Regions from separate parts of the Macaca mulatta genome. Here region 1 is linked to region 2. The links are chromatin contacts, called in public Hi-C maps. All regions are on one chromosome and are shown on one strand. Each heading gives the region's core, a stretch centred on a gene start, on an enhancer-like site or on the middle of the called end of the contact. The rest is flanking DNA. Distances are from core to core; before and after follow the strand shown. Region 1 holds the start of MTARC1 (mitochondrial amidoxime reducing component 1). Region 2 holds the start of RAB3GAP2 (RAB3 GTPase activating non-catalytic protein subunit 2).

Region 1 (6,115 bases), core at 3,025-5,524, 550 kb before region 2:
AAAGCCTGAACGCTTTCATTAAACATGCTCCAAGCAGATGACAAGAATCTATTTTACAGAAAGACTTTAAGGGCAGGAGGAAACACAGTGCCTGGCATCCGGTAGGCAATGGGCTCTCATCGGCGGAAACAGGAGGGCTGTTGCTCATATTGTTCACAGAGTATGCAGTTTAGCTGAGCAACATGCAGTGCCACTTATACTCTGCCAGTTCCAGCCCCCCACCTCTAAAAACTTTTTATGTTCCAATATTCAGTGCTGTCCATTCTGCAATTTGCTAAACTAGACAGTATTTTTTTCTCTGGCCCAGTATTCCTGGTCTACAGGTACTTCCTAGAAAAAAAGATAAATGGAGAAATAAGGGCAATAGAAAGAGCCATTTCCAGAACAAGAACAATACGTTTTTGTAGGTTGTCTCTCAGCTACCAAAGAAACAAAACATATTGTCATTTCAATCCTTTCAGTACATGCTAATCAAATGATTACAGTTATAGAAGTGAGCATGTGCTTTTGAGATTTCCAGACATAAGAAAAAAATATGGCCGGTACTTTAGGTCGTTCAATATATTTCTTGCATCACTTCCAGCAGGTTATCATGGCTGAGCTGTTCAGCTACACTAGAAAAATATGCTCAGTATAAGCCCTTTCCCTAACTGCCCTTTTATCAGACTTCATTTCTGCACAGACAGAGGCCTGCCCTGCCCCAAATCCTTGGGACCAGCAGGTGAATATTCTCCCTAATATTCTTCCTGGTAATGGCAGTTTAGATCTTTCTAAAATGCAAATCTAACTTTAAGACCCCCTCATTCAAAATCCCTCCACGGTTCCTGCTTTCAGGATAAAGCCAACTCCCAAGCAAGGGCATGCACAGCCCTTCATGATCCAGCTGCTGCTCCAGCCATTCTTACCTCCCGAGGTCTTCACACAGGCCAGTCTTTTACACATTTTTTTTAATTGCAGTAAAATAGATATAAAACATAAAATACCTAGCATACTCCTATGTACAGACCCAAAAGAACTGAAAACAGGAACTCAAACAGATATTTGTGTATCAGTCTTTATTGCAGCTTTATTCAAAATGCTAAAAAAGTAGTAACAGCCCAAGTGTCCATCAACAGAGAATGGAATTTTTTTAATGTGATTTTAACCATTTTGAAGTATGCGATTCAGTGGCAGGAAGTACATTCACAGTGTTGTGCAACCATCAGCACTATTTGCAAAACCTTTTCATCACCCCAAACAGAAACTCTGTACCAGTTAAGCAATAACTCCTCATTTTCCCCTTCCCCCTGCCCCCAGTAACATCTAATCCACTTTGTCTCTATAAATTTATCTACTAGACATTTCATATAATCAGAATCATGCAATATTTGTCCTTTTGTGTCTAGCTTATTTCAATTAGCGTTATGTTTTCCAGGGCCATCCATGTTGTAGCACATATCAGAACTTCATTCCTTTTCATGGCTGAATAGTATTCCATTGCATGTATATATCACATTTTGTTTATCCACTCATCCATCAATGGACACTTAGTTGTTTCCACCTTTTGACTACTGTGAGTAACATCATAATGAAGGTTCCACACTCGATGCTGCAAAGAACATTCACCCTATTTATGTCACAGTTCCTTTTGGTAAATACCTTAGAGTAAGTTTGTCCAACCCATGGCCCGTGGGCCACATGTGGCCTAAGATAGCTTTGAATGCAGCCCAACACAAATTGATAAACTTTCTTAAAACATTATGAGATTTTTTTGTGATTTTTTTTTTTTTTAACTCATCAGCTATTGTTAGTGTTAGTGTATTTTGTGTGTGGCCCAAGACAATTCTTCTTCCGATGTGGCCCAGGGAAATTTAAAGATTGGACAACCCGGCACAGACTGTGCCAGCCTTTCCCCAGCATACACCATCCTCTCAAGCCAAGTGCCTTTGCCCAGCTTATTCTCTCTCTGGAAAGTTCTTCTCCCAACTTACTTGCCCAGCAAGTTCTGAATTATTTTCCGGTTTTCAGTTCAAGCTGTTACTTCCTCTCTGAAGTTGTCCCTGATGGCTCCAGCCAGCTTCCAGCACTGCAACCTCTATGCTGGCACGCTGGCACGTGTCACAACCTCTGTTTAGTTGGTTATCACCTAGGACTGTAAGCCAGTGTTGGCTTCTCTTGATCACACTTTCTGGGAGTGTGTGTTGAACGAAAATAAAGAATTTATCATAGTGTCTGGTACAAAGGCCAGCTCTTCTTATCATCTATTGTAATATGAGCTCAAAAACTGCTTTTTGAATCTACGTAGTAAAATTCCAGGGCCCTTTGCCTCTCGGGCCTACAAAAACTAATTCAGTAAATTCTACCACTTTTCAGAGTCTACTATACAAAACATGGATTTTTTTTTTTTTTTTAGACGGAGTGTTTCTGTCGCCCAGGCTGGAGTGCAGTTATGCGATCTCCGCTCACTGCAAGCTCCTCCTCCCAGATTCACGCCATTCTCCTGTTTCAGCCTCCCGAGTAGCTGGGACTACAGGAGCCTGCCACCAAGCCTAGCTAATTTTTTGTATTTTTTAGTAGAGACGGAGTTTCACCGTGTTAGCCAGGATGGTCTCGATCTCCCGACCTCGTGATCTGCCCACCTCGGCCCCCCAAAGTGCTAGGATTACAGGCCTGAGCCACCGCGGCTGGCCCAAAACATGGAATATTTAGGATCCTTGGTTTTCTTCCTGAAGCAAAGATGCATGTATCACTAACGTTTCAACTATGTCATGAATTGCCCTCTGTCTTGGGAGCTGGTAGGAGAAAGGTTACAGCTCCCATGAGTCCTGTGTTACTTGCTGAGCTGCGAGGGCTTCTCTGGAAAGGAGTTTCAAGTGCAGCCTCACAATGAGACCCGGGGCTGGCCTGAAGCCAGACCCTAAAGAGGACAAAGCCGCCGGCTCCCGGGTTTTGCAGCCTTTGCTGAACCCCAGGAATCCACGCAGCTCTCAGAACCCAGACAGAACATTAACAAGATCACTCTTTACAAAGCCCCAGTGTGCTAAAGAAAATAAGAGTCCTGGTTCCGCTGCTGTGTGGCTCTGAACTCAGCTTCTTTATCCACAAGGGTGCTTGAGACAATTGGGGAAAATAGCATCTGCAATGCCACCCCCGCCTTTTTTTTTTTTTTTTTTTTTTTTTTTTAACTTAGTCTCCCTCTGTCGCCCAGGCTGGAGTGCAGTGGCATAATCTTGGCTCACTGCAACCTCCACCTCCCGGGTTCAAGCGATTCTCCTGCCTCAGCCTCCTGAGTAACTGGGATTACAGGTGCGCGCCACCATGCCCGGCTAATTTTTTTTTTTTTCCCTTAGTAGAGATGGGGTTTCACCATGTTGGTCAGGCTGGTCTCGAACTCCTGACCTCAGGTGATCCACCCGCCTCGGCCTCCCGAAGTGCTGGGATTACAAGCGTGAGCCACCGCGCCTGAAGGTATTCCTTGAACTGCAGTCATTACTATTATGAGCCCCGCCTTGGTGCGCTCTTGGAGGGCTGGACTCTACAGTTTCAGCTTTCCCCAAGATCTCAAGAAAGTCACTGAAAATAAAGCTACTGGGAACCAATCTCTTTAAGCTAGCCACCTCCACTAAATGGAGATTAAGAAGTTTGCTCTCTGGCAGACACCTGGGAGCGATACCACACCTCAGCAGGAGCACATGACGCCAAAGAGCCAGTGAGAGGTGGAAATCCGCCCAACCCGGGAAAACGGGTCCATGTGCTCAGAGTCCCAGAGCCCCGGGATCTGATGCTGGGGGCTGAGGGTTCCTTTTTCTCTTTGGCCTTTTCTCATCCAACTCCCAGTTTCTTTGTAATAGGAGGAAGGACCTGTTAGCAGACTCTGCAGACCTCCCCTGCACTCCTCCCTTCTCAGACCCTTGCCCGAGGCGGATCAGCGCTGCCCCGCGCCCGCGCTCGGCCGTACCTGTCCCGCAGGTTGCCGCTGCGCAGCCCCATGGCCGTGCACTCGGCCTCGCTCACTGGCACCCCCTTGCAGGATTTCACAGGGTAGATCCAGAGCTGCGCCACTGTGCCCACCTGCTGCAGCAGCCGCCGGCGCTGCGTGGGCCATGCGCGGCGCCAGGCGACAGCCCCCAGCGCCACCGCGGTCAGTCCCAGCACGGCGACCCCGAGCCACCCGGGCCGGGGCTGCGCGAGGAGGACAAAGCCGGCCAGCGCGGAGGAACCGGCGGCGCCCATGGCTGGCTTCTCCGCGAGGTGCCGGCGGCAAGGCCGCAGCGCGCTGGTAGCCCCGGGCAGCTGGGGGAAGGTGCGGCCTTTGGCCCTGAGCCCAAAGGGTGGGCAGTTCCCAAACCCTTCCGGGCCAATCAGAGCAGTGCGTCCTTTTGGGGGGCGGCGCGCGGAGTGGGAGGTGGCGGCTCAGCTTCCACTTGGTCTGCGCCCCATGGCTTCTGCAACCTTCCGTCGCCTGCAGCTCAGGGCGCCGTGCCCTCCCCCACGATCTCTGCAAGTGACCAGTTTATTTACTTACGTATTTATGGGGTTATTTGACCTAAAATAAACAATAGACAACATTTGCAGGACAAAGCGTGATTTTGAAATTAAAAATCAGACAGCGGGCAGCAGCTTCTCCCAGGAATAGTAGAGAGCGGGTTGGCCCTGCCTGGCCTGCGCAGTGTCCAGCTCTCTGCTGCGGCCGCCGTCCCCGCAGGCTGCCCGGGGTTTAGGGAGGTTCCAAAGAGTGGGGGTCTGGTGGAGGAGGATGCTACCAGGCCCTCTGCGCCAGCGGGACAAGGCCAGAGTTCTCCCAGCGGCAGTTCGGAGCGGCAATGGGCGTCTGAGAGCGCCTTCTACGCTCCCGGCGGGGAGCCTCAGCTGCAGCTGCATTGGCAAGGCCTTGGCTCAGAGGTTCAGCACTGCACAAGGTCCCCAGGCTGCTTCTGGCGGGAGGGAATGTCACCTGGTCCTGCAGGCACTCACCTCAGTCACTTGTCACTTCCAAATCAGGTTATATTCCAGTCAACAATATCAGCACACCCGAACAGCATGGTTTAGGAGTCAGGCTCCTGTTTGATGTACCAAGCTATCAAAGGAAAAAATTACTCAAACGCTTATTAAAAAGGTAAGGAAGACTATTCACGGCTATTGTAACAGGGGCATCACAATAGGGGAAAGAGATTAGGCTCAGCTCTGTATTACAGCGAAGACTGCTGGGGGTTTATAGCCAAAGAGCAAAGTTCCTGGGGGTCAGTGAATGAAAAATCACTAAGAGGAGACATCAAGTGTAGAGGATTCTTGATAAACCCACTTAACAGGATTCTACTGAACTAGGCAAGGACTTACACACTGAGGGTGACAGATGAGGAATCTGAGCAGATATCAAGGATGATCAGATATCAAGGATGGGAGAATACTCTGGAAACTGACTAAGCAGGATTCTTGCTAAACTGGGCTCTGCAGGGAGTAGGGTGGCAAGGTCAAGGCCTCATGAAGAAAAGGGCTCAGAGGAGACTGAAGTTTGGTCGAGAGCCTGTGTCATCCGCAGCTCAGCCATGGTCCCCTGAGCCAGGAGTGTACATTTCAAGACTCAGCCAGAATTGTCCATGCAGGGCAAGGGTGCCTTGGAAGAGAGAAGCGGGAGTTCGCCAAGAGAAAAGAACAACCCTCTCCTCCAGATGGCAACTCACTGCAGAGCAGTTCCGTGCTCAGGGAGGCTCTGTCTTTACTGGCCTGAACACTTATCTGTCCTGCTTTTCTGCTCTCGTCTCTTCTCTTCCAACCCCAGGTCACACCCTGTCTGTAAAGGACACAGCTCCGCAGGACGTACCACTTGATCCTCCTCGGAAAGGCAGCTCCGGGGCACCAAATATGTGTTTCTGTTTATCTCCCTCCTGAATTCCTCTTTGAAAATTTAAGAGGAAAAAATGGCTCCCCTATTTTAATGGTTGACTTTAAAGTTCTGATTCTTCCATTTCATCACTTCCAGAATTTACCCAGGGCTACAGCTCACTTACCACTTTTTTTTTTTTTTTTTTTTTTTTTGAGACGGAGTCTTGCTCTGTCGCCGAGACTGGAGTGCAGTGGCCGGATCTCGGCTCACTGCAAGCTCCGCCTCCCGGGTTTACGCCATTCTCCTGCCTCA
Region 2 (6,280 bases), core at 392-2,891:
TTATCCTAGTTAGTGATGATCTGAGGAAACATCGCATTTCTTCAGATGGAAGAAGGGAGCACCGGCAGCTTGCCTTTTCTGAAAGCTTTGATTACAGAAGTATAGGTCCCTGATGCTTAAAGGGACCTTACAGCATGTCTGATTCAACTGCCTTTTATAGGTGAAGAACTGATTGCTGTTAACCTGATAACATAGAAATTGCCTGCCCTATTTTGTGAAAAGCATCCTACTCTAGAAGTAGGAAATAATGGAGTAGGAACCTAGGCACTAAATTATAGTTGTTATATTATTAGGACAAAGTGTGTATGTCCACAGGACAGACAGAAATGGATGCTCTGGACCCCATCCACTTGCTTTCTATTTATTCCTGTGCCATTTTCTCATAAAAAGTGGATGGCCTCTTTAAGTTTCCTTTGGGGAATGTGTAAGTGCCTACAGATCTTTGTGTTCACATTAAAATATATTTTTTTGTTTTTACTTTTTGGAAAAATAACTTAAAGTCTGCTCAGAGACGACTCAATTTCTTCATTTAAAAAATGAGATAAGACACACTATTTTTAGATGGTATTTGTGACTTTCCAAATGGACAATGTAAAGTACTTTCAAAAACAGTGCTTTGTAAAAGAAACAGGTTATTCTATTTACTTTATGTACACATTCCATTTATTTCTTCAGCAAATATTTATGAAGCACTTACTAGCATGATCACAATTTCAGTTAAATAGTTGAGTACAGTAGTCCCCCCTTTTATCCATGGGTTCATTTTCCACATTATTCATTTTAAGTATTAGTTATAGTTAATATTTCACTGTGCCTAATTTATAAATTGAACTTTATCATATGTATGTACAGGTAAAAATAAAACACGCATACACAGGTTTCAGTACTATCCATGGTTTCAGTCATCCACTGGGGGTCTTAGAACATATCCCCTTGGATTAAAGTGAACTACTGTAATTAATTTCTTACTGCCTGTATCAGTCACTAGAATTCTAACTTTCTGGGAAAAGGTATTTCTTCTCTTTTGTTCTCTAATGCTCAGCACCCTGCGTGGCTGGCATTTAAAAGGCTAACAAATATTTGTCGAATGGATGGATGAATGCATGAATGAAAAACCAAATGAATAATGAAAACATAAGAGTATAATACACTTTAACACGTACTATATTGGGCTTGCATAGTACTATGGAAATTTATAGCAGGAGCATTTAAAGCCAGCCTTGACGGGGCTAATCTCCGGAAGAGCAATTAATCTTTTCAAAATCCGACTCTTGCAGGATACAGTCCCCCACTGGCCTGCCACTAGTTTAAAACGAATTATTTTCTGTGAAACATCAAGATCGTGCCAATATTAGGGCATCAATAAGATTGGTTGAATGAGTCAAAGGCCTGCGCGGACAAGTCCAATTAGAACACCTCTGGCTAAAAGCCAGAATGAATGAAAGGGTTCATTCCTTGGTGTAGACGCAGAACTGGGACTGAAAATCTGCCCCAAGCCTCCACGTAGACTTTGGCTCCACCTGCAGCAGCGGCGCCCTAGTCACGTGACCCTGGCCAGCCCTCCCTAGGCGCCTGGGCCAGCCTGCGCCTGCTCAGTACTCCGAGACAGCGGACCCGTGTCAGTGACAGCTTCCGGTTTGGTTTCTCCGCCTTCTGTTTGGCTAGAGCTATTGGGGCTCGGCGGCGGCCGCAGTGGGGTGGAGGGGGCAGGGCGTGGTGAGGTAAGGTGAGTGCCGTAGTGGGGTTCCCCGGAGCCATGGCCTGCTCCATTGTCCAGTTCTGCTACTTCCAGGACCTCCAGGCCGCCCGGGACTTCCTCTTTCCTCACCTGCGGGAGGAGATCCCCAGCGGCGCCTTGCGGAGGGACCCCAGTAAGTGCCTCTCACCTCTCCGTTCCTTCCCCCGTCACCCGCGGCCTCTGCTCGGCGGGTTCGGGTCTCCTACTCGCTCTGCGCCTCCTGCCTCTGCCCTCTGGACCCCCAGTTCTTCCCGTGCCTCCCCTCTGTTCCGGGATGAACCCCTGCCCACCTCGTCCTGAAGCCCCATTTGTGTTGTCTTCCTCTCGACCCAGCTATTCTCCTCAGCCCCTCTGATCCCTGGCCCAAAACTGCGTCTCGTTTCCTCTCGCCTCTGCCTATCACCACTTCCTCCCTCCCCCCTCCCCCCACATTCCTAGCTTTCTCTCTAAGTATCTTCTCCGTCTCCCATCTTCAGCCTGGGGTCGTCCCTTGTTTCATGTTGCCTGCTCCGTGATCGCATCCTCCCCGTTCCTTGCCACATGTCAGCGCTCCACTCTGGTATTGCCCCAGCGCCCACTCTTCCATCCCGGGGACTGTGGCCTTCTACCACCTCTCGTTCCGAAAGTGTTGATCATCCCCCCACACTCTCCCTTCTTTCATCCGCGTTTCCCCCATTCAGATTTTGAGAACAAATGGCTGACTGACAAATGAGTGACTCTTAAGGTGGTAAGAGTCTCTCAAAGAAGGAAAATAACCTGTCGGGAAGTGAACGAGAATCTACATTAGGAACTAAAATTACAGTGACATAGCCAAGAAAGGTTAATTTGCTTTATTGGGATGAGAAGCCTTCCACCTATTTTTATCATCAAAGTGTTAAATAAGCCTTTCCCCACGTAGTATAAAGTTCCAAGGCTGGTTTCTTAGATACTACATAGGCTCTCAGAATTTCCTACATTTCATCTTTTGAAAGGGTGTGCCTTGTGTTTTATTTTATTTTATTTTTGCATTTCCAACATGAAGCACGTTTGGCTTTGTAGTACAGTGTTCTTACTCTGTGCTATGCCGGAACGGTGATATAAGGCCCACTAAGCTCTTCTCCCTTTAAAAAAAAATTTAGAAGATATCAAATCAAACCCATCTGTGAATGATTACATACTCTGTGCCAGTCATTGGTGCTACAAACCAAATAAGGTTGGTGGACCCTGCCTCTAGGAACTTATGGTTTACAGACAAATCACTAACTTCCATTCAATGTGATTGAGATAGATGTGAGGCATTTTCTTCAAGTGGTGATACTTAAGCCTACCTTTGAAGTACTAGTTAGAGGAGTAAAGGAGCGGTAATAGCATGTGCAGAGGAAGGACTGAAATGGCATGGTATTTAGAGAACTAAGAAAAGCTGAGTGGCTAGAGACGAGGATGGGAGAGGAAGAATTGGGGCAATGAGGCAGTAATAGTGATAAGGAGCTAGACCATGAGAAGCCCTGTGAAAGTTGTGGCGTTTCTCTGAAAGTTTAAGTAGAGAAATGACATTGTCAGATTTGTACTTAATGTAATCAACAACGTTTGTTGAAGACCCGTAATGTGCTCTGGTAGCAAAGTGGAGGAGAGATTGGAAGAAGGGAAATGGACTGGGAAGCTCTTCCAGTAATCCAAGCAAGAAATGATATGAGCTTGAATTAAGAACCTTAGCAGGATGAAGATGAAGGACTAGATTAGAAAGACATAAAGGAGTTAGAATCTGCAGGACCTTCTGAAGGTCTGGTGATGGGCATTGTAACTAGTAAGTGAGGGGGAGTTTAGGAAGTCTTTGGCTTGTGGTTTGGACAAGTGTATATAATAAGAGAATAAAGGATACAGATTTTCAACCTTTCGCATTTTAAATGTTTACAGTATGTCCAAGTAAGGACATCTGGTTGAACACCAGATATAGATAGTCTAAACAGTAGGGAGTACTGGGCCAGAGACGTTAATTGGGGAGCTAACAGCAAAAACTGTAAATTCAGTCTCAAAGATTATGTATGTTGTGAAATGCACTGAGTACTAAAGCTGTAAACTTAGAGGAGCACTGGTGTTTAAAAGTCAAGTAGAGGTTACTGGGAAGAAGACTGCGAAGGAGTAAAAGAAAGAGGAAAATCAGGTGAGAGTAAGGCCCTTGGAGCTGAGGAAGGTGAGAACTTGATGAAGGTGAGGAATAGTCAGCAGTTTTGCAAATGCAGCAGAGGTCAGGTAAGAAAAGGATAGAAAAGTGCTCATTGGTTTTGGGAAGGTGGAAGTAACTTGGACCTTAGGACAGTTTCAGTAGGATAGTGGAGGCAGAAAGCATATTTATAGGATAAGGGGTTAAAAAGTGAAGTATACTATTTCAAGGAGCTTGGCTGTGAAGGATAGCAGATGCAGGATTGTAGATAGGGAATGTAGAAAAAAGGAACAAATTTTCTTTATCCCTCTACCACTCTCCTGGTCCAGGCCATGATCTTTTCTCAACCTGGGCTATGATATGATATGTCTTCTTCTAGCAGATCTTCCTGCTTTCACTCTTGGTTTCCCATAATAATTCTCAACAGTAGGTAGAGTGAGCTTTTAAGACATAATTTAGATCAAAACATTGCCTTTTTTCTTTTTCTTTTTTTTTTTTGATATGAGGTCTCACTCTGTTGCCCAAGCTGGAGTGCGGTGGCATGATCTTGGCTCACTGCAACCTCCACCTCCCGGGTTCAAGCAATTCTTCCGTCTCAGCCTCCCAAGTAGCTGGGACTACAGGCATGCGCCACCATGCCCGGCTAATATTTGTATTTTTAGTAGAGATGGGGTTTCACTATGTTGGCCAGGCTGATCTTGAACTCCTGACCTTGTGATCCACCTGCCTCAGCCTCCCAAAGTGCTGGGATTACAGTCCTGAGCCACCGCACCCAGCTTAACATTGCCCTGTTTATAACCCTGTATGGTTTTTGATTTCACTTAACATAAAATCCAAAGTTCTTAAATGGTGTATAAGGCCCTTGAGACTCTGCTTCCTGCCATTTCTTGGACCTTATACACCTCTCCTCTTATTTCTTATGCTTCAGACACTCTTTTTTGTTGTTAAACCAGCCAACCACATTTGTGGCTGAGGTTTTTGCCCTCACTGTTGTCTATGCCTTGGATGCCTTTTGCAGATCTTTGCATGCTAGTTGCATCTTGTCATTCAAGTCTCAGCTCAAATGTCAACTCAGGGCAGCCTTTTCTGACCACCTGATCTAAAGTAGTCAATACAACCCCCTTGTTCCCACTTGTTATTGTCCGTCATATCATCCTGTTTATTTTCATCATTATATCTATACTGTCCAGTATGGTAACCTGTAGGCACATGTGTTTATTGAGCCTTTGAAATGTGGCCAGTGCAACTGAGGAACTGAATTTTTAAAATTCAAGTTAATTTTAATTAATTTATATTTAAGTAGCCAAATGTGGCTAATGGTTATAATATAGTATGGCACAATTATAGGTGCTAAAACTCAGGTATATACAGATTGAATATGTGTCCAACTTACACAGGCAGTTGGGGATATAAATATACCCCAAACATCTAGATTAATTTGCACTATACCTATAGATTTACAAATACGGTTTAATGTACTACTCTTCTAAATCAAATTCTTGAGTTTGTGTATGTTGATATTATTGTGGCTATGATCAATTCATGTAGAAAATGAACAGAATGGACCTCTTCACCAGTGAGGCCCTTTGCAAAACCTGTACAGATGATCTCAGACTTATGATGGTTTGGCTTCCAATTTTTTAGCTTTACAGTAATGTGAAAGCAATGTGTACTTTGTAGAAACCATACTTCAAGTTTTGCAACTCGATCTTTTCCAGAGCTAGTGATACAATGGGTAAGATACTCTTTTGTGATGCTGGGTAGCAGCAGCAAATATGAGAGACTGTACTCTACAGTGTACAGTATTCAAGAAATTACATGAGATATTTTCAACACTTCCTTATAAAATAGACTTTGTGTTAGAAGATTTTGCCCAACTATAGGCTAATGTAAGTGTTCTGAGCACTTTTAAGATAGGCTAGGCCAAGCCGTAATATAAAGAGTTTTGAACGTAAACTTTTGTACAGTGAAATTTTACAGATAAAAAATGAAATTAGCAGAGCAGGTAAATGGGACCTGACTTAAACTGCTGATGGTATTTGCCTTTGCTTTTCTTCACTTTATTTATTAATGTTATAAATGTTTATTGGGAAGCAGAAATCATGAGATCATCTTAAAATTTTTTAGCTGATATAGTTTTAATTTCTTAACCCAGCTAATCTCTAGAGGATATGTAAAAACATAAAACACCCCAATTACTTGTGAATTATAGAGGTGTATCAGTTGGTTTAAAAGTACTTTTATTGGGCTGAGCTCTTGGAAGACTGAGGTCCTAGGGTCACAGGCATCATGGACCAATCTAAAGAAAACTACATTTCAGGGCCTGTTAAGGCTACATCTCCAGTTGGAGGTCCAAAACATGTTCTCGTGACTCAGCAATTTCCTTGTCAGAATCCATTACC

What was found. Hi-C and Micro-C count contacts between places; a contact is called where the count stands out from the background.
Region 1: a Hi-C map of fetal cortex germinal zone shows a contact between it and region 2, with 2.5 times the contacts expected there. The contact joins the promoter of MTARC1 here to the promoter of RAB3GAP2 in region 2. A contact is called at or near these places in 2 of 14 Hi-C or Micro-C datasets (fetal cortex germinal zone and fetal cortical plate).

The regions. Positions count from the first base shown.
Region 1 is chr1:78,613,762-78,619,876 of T2T-MMU8v2.0, reverse strand. It overlaps MTARC1 (mitochondrial amidoxime reducing component 1), which reads right to left and starts at 4,274. Exons shown (of 7, transcript XM_015115809.3): 1 at 3,938-4,274. The coding sequence starts at 4,212.
Region 2 is chr1:78,060,250-78,066,529 of T2T-MMU8v2.0, reverse strand. RAB3GAP2 (RAB3 GTPase activating non-catalytic protein subunit 2) reads left to right here and starts at 1,641. Exons shown (of 35, transcript XM_077937751.1): 1 at 1,641-1,871. The coding sequence starts at 1,757. It also overlaps the pseudogene LOC106993500.